Linked DNA regions of Pan troglodytes: region 1 is linked to region 2. Evidence: chromatin contacts called from public Hi-C data. All regions are on one chromosome and are shown on one strand. Each heading gives the region's core, a stretch centred on a gene start, on an enhancer-like site or on the middle of the called end of the contact. The rest is flanking DNA. Distances are from core to core; before and after follow the strand shown.

Region 1 (3,555 bases), core at 292-2,791, 220 kb before region 2:
TAAATTGAAAATTAAAAAATATTTTTAAGGTTTTAATGAGTCCTATCAAAACACATTTGTATATAGGAAGGTAGCCCAAGGTCGCTGTTGCCAATTGTGTACACAGCCCGCCCTCTAGTGTTTTCTTCTAAACAGTACCAAATTTTAGATCATAGTTGTAAATCTCAAAATGTTGGGTTAATAGGATTAAACACTGTGTCATCAAATTGATAGGACACAGCTAAATCCCTGACACGGATGAAAATTAAAGCAGAGAAAAACGAAGGTCCTTCCAGAAGCTGGTGGCAACTTCACTGGGGAGATATTGCAAAGTTAGTGGTAAATACACTATATTAAAAAGTTTTGTTTTGTAAATAGAGTAATGATAGAAGAAGAGTTAGTTGAAATGATGTATGTAAAATGTGATAACTGCATAATGACTAGTACAGTTGCTAGTTTAAGACTGTATTAAAAAGACATTCCAAATGTTGATCAAATAATGGAGGTTTCTGTGGTTGTTTTCTTTTTAAAATAGTAAATATACGTAAAGCAGATAAATATCCCCTTTGTGGGAGTTAAAATAATCTAACTTATTTTATAGTTTTAACTTTATTAAAGCATACGACTATTCTAACTTATTTAACTTTTCTTAGTAAAGTTTTAACCTCTGTATTTAGAATATTTGTAACTAATGTGTATCGAATTAAACTCAAAGGGAAATTCATTAACTGAGAAGAAAAAATTTTAACTGTGCACTATTCACATAGCATAATGGGTTTTATAAGGGGTATGAGAAAAACGTGTGTGGTTGGTTTTGCTTTCTTTAAAAAAAATAGCGAACCACGTAGGTAAAAACTCACTTGAGAACATAGAATTTTGGAGGGAAATGCCAGGTGTGGTGGCTCACGCCTGTAATCCCAGCACTTTGGGAGGCCGAGGGGGGCAGATCACCTGAGGTCAGTAGTTCGAGACCAGCCTGACCCACATGGAGAAACTCCATCTCTACTAAAAATACAAAATTAACCGGGCTTGGCGGCGCATGCCTATAATCCCAGCTACTTGGGAAGGCTGAGGCAGGAGAATCACTTGAACCTGGGAGGTGGAGGTTGCGGTGAGCTGAGATCACGCCATTGCATTCCAGCCTGGGCAACAAGAGCAAAACTCCGTCTCAAAAAAAAAAAAAAAAAAGAATTTTGGAGGGAAAAAAAATCCCTCTAACAGATTCGAATCAATTCTGTGTTTCGAGATGTTTACAAAATGAAGCTTGGACTCTGAGAGGATGTGATCTATCTTCTCCATTGCATTGAGTTCCAAGTACTTCACATGGCGGGCTTTTTTAACTGTCGTGAAGAATTTAAACCAAATAGGGACTAGAATTTGTTTGTTTTTTTAACTTACATTTCAAGCTTCCTTATGTCTCAGGCACATTAGCATAAGTTGTCTAAAGTCATAAGGAAAAATTGACAGAAAAATGCTTTGGAGTCCCAGGTGTTTTCAATTGATGCCAACAGAAACTAACCAAATGGAAGACATTTGATGCGGGTTTATTTTTCCTTTGCAGTAACAGCGGGAACATGAAGCCGCCACTCTTGGTGTTTATTGTGTATCTGCTATGGTTGAAAGACAGTCACTGCGCACCCAATTGGAAGGACAAAACTGCTATCAGTGAAAACCTGAAGAGTATGTTTGGTTTCTTATCTGTGCTGTGTCCTGTTTGCATGTTGGTTGTCCTGCTGGGGTTTATAGTGAGTCGCAGTTGAGAGATAACCATATTCGCTGTTTTCACGGTGAAACGTTCTCAAGGCGCTTAAACCAAGTCATCATGACGCCAAACATCTGGGTAAAAATAGAAAATTCCAATCACGTCTCTGCAGGCGTTCACATTTCCAGATGTTTGTATCATGTAGATACAACTTGCCAATTTTTTCACTGCATTTTTTTGTATCATCCAGATGGTTGGTGTCATCTCAGCACAGCTCTAATGAACAGTGAAATACTTTTCTAGCATTTGAAAAATTTAAACCATTAATCTGTGCAATTATTCTTAAACTAGTGAAAGAATGGGTTATAATTACATTGAATCTGGTTGTTCTGTGGCCATTAACTTGCAACCTTTGCTTGGTGATATATACTTTGGGTACTTAATATTTAGAAGAACAAATTAGCTAAAATGTAGCTGATTTAGGGTCTGTAATTAAAATCAGAGTCAAGAATAAGCTCCTTAGTAGGCCATGTTGGCTATTTTGAACAGGGAATGACAATGAATTTTAAACTTACTAAGGGCTTATTAAAGCTGTATAAGACACGTCCATTGAGTTATTAAGGAAGCTCGTATTACATGGGATACTTTCTAGGTCTCGTGCCTCCTTATTAGGTAACTGAAGCTGAAAGAAAGAGAAATTGCTGACTGTGTTTGAGGTCCCCAGCTGGGCACTTAATATAAATTATGAAGAAAATGCAAAATTTTCTCTAATATAAACACACTTGAGTCTTAAATGAAAGAAAAAAATGGATAAATGAAAACAGGGCCTGAGCAAGATGACAAGAATGAGGTTCAGTGAACTCTATTTGTTTAGGCACTCACAAGTGAGAAGTAGAAGGTATGGTCCGTGTGGCAGCTGGGTCCATGTGGCAGCTGACAGCTAATTCATTATGATCTGCTTTCAGAATATGAGCCTATAAAAGAACAATTAAGCCTCTCTTTTGGAGACATGAAAGGTTGGTGAACTTGGTGTTTTGTAATCTGATCAGATCTCAAAGAAAAAATTGCCACGTGTCTTTCAGGTTTTTCTGAGGTGGGGGAGATAGATGCAGATGAAGAGGTGAAGAAGGCTTTGACTGGTATTAAGCAAATGAAAATCATGATGGAAAGAAAAGAGAAGGAACACACCAATCTAATGAGCACCCTGAAGAAATGCAGAGAAGAAAAGCAGGTACAGTCATTGAAAATAATGTCCGTTCTTACACAGATCTGGACCAGAAATACTGCACTTGTTAGTACGATTGATGAATTACTTATTTTCCTTAGTAATAAATTTCATGGGTAGCTGCTTTTATTTGAGGAAAAGTTTAAGGGAAGCTTCAGATTTCCTTGAAGAACATATTTCGTGTAGGATAGGCTTCTGCAAGACTCCAACCCAGAATCTGGGGGATTCATCTCTGTTTAAGTGCTGCTTTCTCAAAAATAGATTATTCTTGGTCTCTTCTGAGTTAGGATATTGAGTCAAAAGTATTTGAAGAGTTTTTTTTACTAGATCAGTGGTCTCCAGAGTTTTTGTTTTTTGTTTTTTGTTTGTTTCTGTTTTTGAGACAGAGTCTCGCTCTGTCACCCAGGCTGGAGTTGATCCCGCTCATTGCAACCTCCACCTCCCGGGTTCAGGCGATTCTCCTGTCTCAGCCTCCCTAGTAGCTGGGATTACAGGCTCCTACCACCCCGCCTGGCTAATTTTTGTATTTTTAGAAGAGACGGGGTTTCACCATGCTGGCCAGGCTGGTCCCGAGCTCTGGGGCTCAAGTGATCCACCTGCCTCAGCCTCCCAAAGTGCTGGAATTACAGGCATGGGCCACCATGCCTGG
Region 2 (3,600 bases), core at 903-3,402:
ATGAAATGATTAGAATTATCCCAAATCTACTATCCCGAATGGTATAGTTATTTTGTATCATTGTATAATTTTCTCCTGCTACTCATTCCTTCAGGTTCTAAGGGAGAGTAAGTTCTAGTTGGTTTCCAAAAGCCCCAACTTAAATGGCTTCCTGGCAATTTTCATCTTAAAGATTGTCTTTTTTAAAGCTGGCCAGAGCAGCTGGCATAAAGAGAAAAAAAAAAGATTATGTCTTTTCTTCTTTTCTCTCTCTCTCTCTCTCTCTCCTCTAGTACCTAGAACACATGCAGAAGGTGCTTAGTATACTCGTGAGCAATGAATACATAAATAAAATGAGTTTAGAAGAGACCTGGGAAAGTCTGGGTAGTGGAATGGGAATACTCTTCTTTGTTAGAAGATAATAGATACCTCAGCACTGGGACATCAGCAGTGATAATCCTGCGTCACATTGGTGAGAAGCAGCGGGAAATCAGGGGGAAAGGAGGTAGAGGCAGGCACAGTGGCAGCCCAAGGAAATGAAGGCAAACTGTGGTCATGAGACCAAAGACAAGGGGAGCTGGGGAAGGGAATGATGTCATCAGAACAACAACAGAGGAAGATGGTTTTGGCAGCAGCTTTTGAATAGACTTTGAAGAAAAAAATCAGAGAGAGGGGAAAAAGGAAACGGGAAAGGGAAGTCTGTTGAGAACTCAGCATGACATTTGGAGTGGGTGGAGAGCTTCCTGTATAGCTTGATGTTTGGAACATCTGGTCACCTCTTACAATAACAAAACCTTAGAAATTTCAAGCTTTCTCAAGTGGCCAGGTTAGAATGAGTGTGAATTCCATGGCCAAACCGTCATTGCCAGAAGACAGGAATATCTAAAGAAAGAAAAATTCAGATAGAAACTGACTCTTAACACTGAGAACACCCCCACTAGTTTTTTGATGTAAGTAGTCCTATTTGTCAATGTATATACGCTTTATTTTTGGAATACAGTATTGGCTTTGTATTAAAGTGTTAAGTCTACTTTAATTCAATTATCTCAAAGGGCTAAGGTTAATCAACAGATTTACAAAGAAAGCAATTGTTTTCAAAGCTTATGATTTTCACTACCCATTTTTCTGGTGTATTAATTTTTGCTAGAGTCCATACCTTGTTTCATTTGCAATATTGGCCGAAATTTTCCACAACTCAATTGTGCCCTCTAGTGTTTATTAGCATTTAGTGACGGCCACTTTGGAGGTTTTGTTTGTTTGTTTGTTTGTTTGAGACACAGTCTCGCTCTGTTGCCCAGGCTGGAGTGCCGTAGCATGATCTCGGCTCACTGCAACCTCCATCTCCCGGGTTCAAGTGATTCTCCTGCCTCAGCCTCCCAAGTAGGTGGGATTACAGGTGCCCGCCACCACGCCCAGTTAATTTTTGTATTTTTAGTAGAGATGGGGTTTCACTGTGTTGGTCAGGCTGGTCTCGAACTCCTGACCTCGTGATCTGCCTGCCTCAGCCTCTCAAAGTGCTGGGATTACAGGCTTAAGCCACTGCGCCCAGCCCAATCCCAGGTCTTCAGACAAGGTAAACTCATTGTCAAGCAGAAAATGTTTAAATTCACCTATAGCCTGGAAGCCCCAGCTTTGAGCTGTCCCACCTTTCTGGACCAATCCCATGTATTTATTAAATGTATTTGATTGATGTCTCATGCCCCTCTAAAATGTATAAAACCAAGCTGCACCCCGACCACCTTGGGCACATGTTCTCAGGACCTCCTGAGGGCTGTCTCATGGGCCATGGTCACTCATATTTGGCTCAGAATAAACCTCTTCACATATTTTAGAAAGTTCGACTCTTTCTGTCGACAATAGGGAGGTGCTGTAGGATGTTAGGCACACTATTACCAGCTTCGCCAAGTTTTTGAAAGTTTTTATTATAATTCTATTGCTAATAGTGTGGTTAACCTCCATATAATAATACAGTAGTCCCTCCTTGTCTGTGAAGAATACATTCTGAGATCCCCAGTGGATGCCTGAAATCGCTACAGTACCAAACTCTATAGATTCTGCGGTTTTTTGTAGATATAGACACACACATATCCCTATGATAAAAGTTAATTTATAAATGAGGCACAGAAGAGATCAACAACAATAACTAATGATAAATCGAACAATTTTAACAATATGCCAGCATCCCTACCCTTGTGCTTTGATGCCATCAGTAAGTCAAAGAAAGCTTACGTCAGGGAAGTGGCTCCTGTAAGGGCGCAAAGCAGCGTGGCAGGGGTCCGAGCTGGGGTTCTGTCTCCGCTGGGCTGCCGCCCCAGCTGGACTACCGCCAGGGAACTCAGCGCCAATTACCTCCAGGAGAAGCTGCAGCGGGACCTGGAGGCGGAGCATGTGGAGGTGGAGGACACGACCTTCAACCGTTGCGCCTGTAGCTTCCGAGTCCTGGTGGTGTCAGCCAAGTTCGAGGGGAAGCCGCTGCTTCAGAGACACCAGCTGGTGAATGCGTGCCTAGCAGAAGAGCTCCCACACATCCATGCCTTTGAACAGAAAACCCTGACCCCAGAGCAGTGGGCCCGTGAGCAGCAGAAATGAGGGACTGGAACCTGCACAGCCATTACATTATAAATCTGGACCAAAAAACAAAAAACAAAAAACCTTACGTGAGCACACACTCTTCAATACCGTGACAGTTGATCTGATAACTGGGCCAGCTACTAAGTGAGTGATGGGCAGGTAGTGTAGATGGCATGGAGACACTGGACAAAGGGATGATTCATAACCAGCCCCAAGCAGGATGAAACAGGACAGCGAGAGATTTCATCCTGGTTATCAGAACAGCGCGGGAAACTTATTAATTGTTTATTTCTGGAATTTTTCTTTCTTTCTTTTTTTTGAGACGGAGCCTTGCTCTGTTGCCCAGGCTGGAGTGCAATGGTGTGATCTTGGCTCACTGCAACCTCTGCCTCCCAGGTTCAAGTGATTCTCTTGCCTCAGCCTCCCGAGTAGCTGGTATTACAGGCACCTGCTACCACACCCAGCTAATTTTTGGTATTTTTTGGTAGAGACGGGGTTTCACCATGTTGGCCAGGCTGGTCTTGAACTTCTGATCTCAGGTGATCCACCTGCCTCAGCCTCCCAAAGTGCTGGGATTACAGGCATGAGCCACTGCGCCTGGCCAGAAGGCTGTATTTTGTATGACTGTATTTATATGACATTCTGGAAAAGAGAAAACTATAGCTATTAGGCACTGTTCTAAGTACTAGACAGACAATACGTGATGATGCTAGTCTTTGAAATAGAAAACACAGGAGAAAAAGCAGGATAGCAAAGGGGGAAATGATTACTTGAGTGTTGGGCATGTTGGGTTTGAGGTGTCTGAGGGAAAGCCAGTGGAAGTGTCAATGGGAGGCAGAACTCAGGAGCACTGCCAGGGCTGGAGATAGATTTGGGAATCAATAACATGTAGGTAAGAGCTGAAGCTGTGGAACAAATGAGATTCCCGAGAGAGAGAGAATGCGGAGTGTCCACTTAGTCCAGTCCCAGCCCTGAGCTGAGCCAAAGGGATCAGCAGGAATTAGCTAGGAAAGAAGGCCGAAAAGGTCATTTCAGGTGGAGGAAATAGTG

Evidence for each region. Hi-C and Micro-C count contacts between places; a contact is called where the count stands out from the background.
Region 1: a Hi-C map of stem cell-derived neural progenitor cells shows a contact between it and region 2, with 10 times the contacts expected there. The contact joins the promoter of CLUL1 here to the promoter of LOC742418 in region 2. A contact is called at or near these places in 2 of 7 Hi-C or Micro-C datasets (blood and stem cell-derived neural progenitor cells) and 1 of 1 other capture datasets (stem cell-derived neural stem cells).

Annotation. Positions count from the first base shown.
Region 1 is chr17:30,301,673-30,305,227 of NHGRI_mPanTro3-v2.0_pri, reverse strand. It overlaps CLUL1 (clusterin like 1), which reads left to right and starts at 1,541. Exons shown (of 7, transcript XM_016933414.2): 1 at 1,541-1,659; 2 at 2,764-2,912. The coding sequence starts at 1,554.
Region 2 is chr17:30,086,787-30,090,386 of NHGRI_mPanTro3-v2.0_pri, reverse strand. LOC742418 (bolA-like protein 2) reads left to right here and starts at 2,152. Exons shown (of 1, transcript XM_054671912.2): 1 at 2,152-2,628. The coding sequence starts at 2,152. The coding sequence ends at 2,568.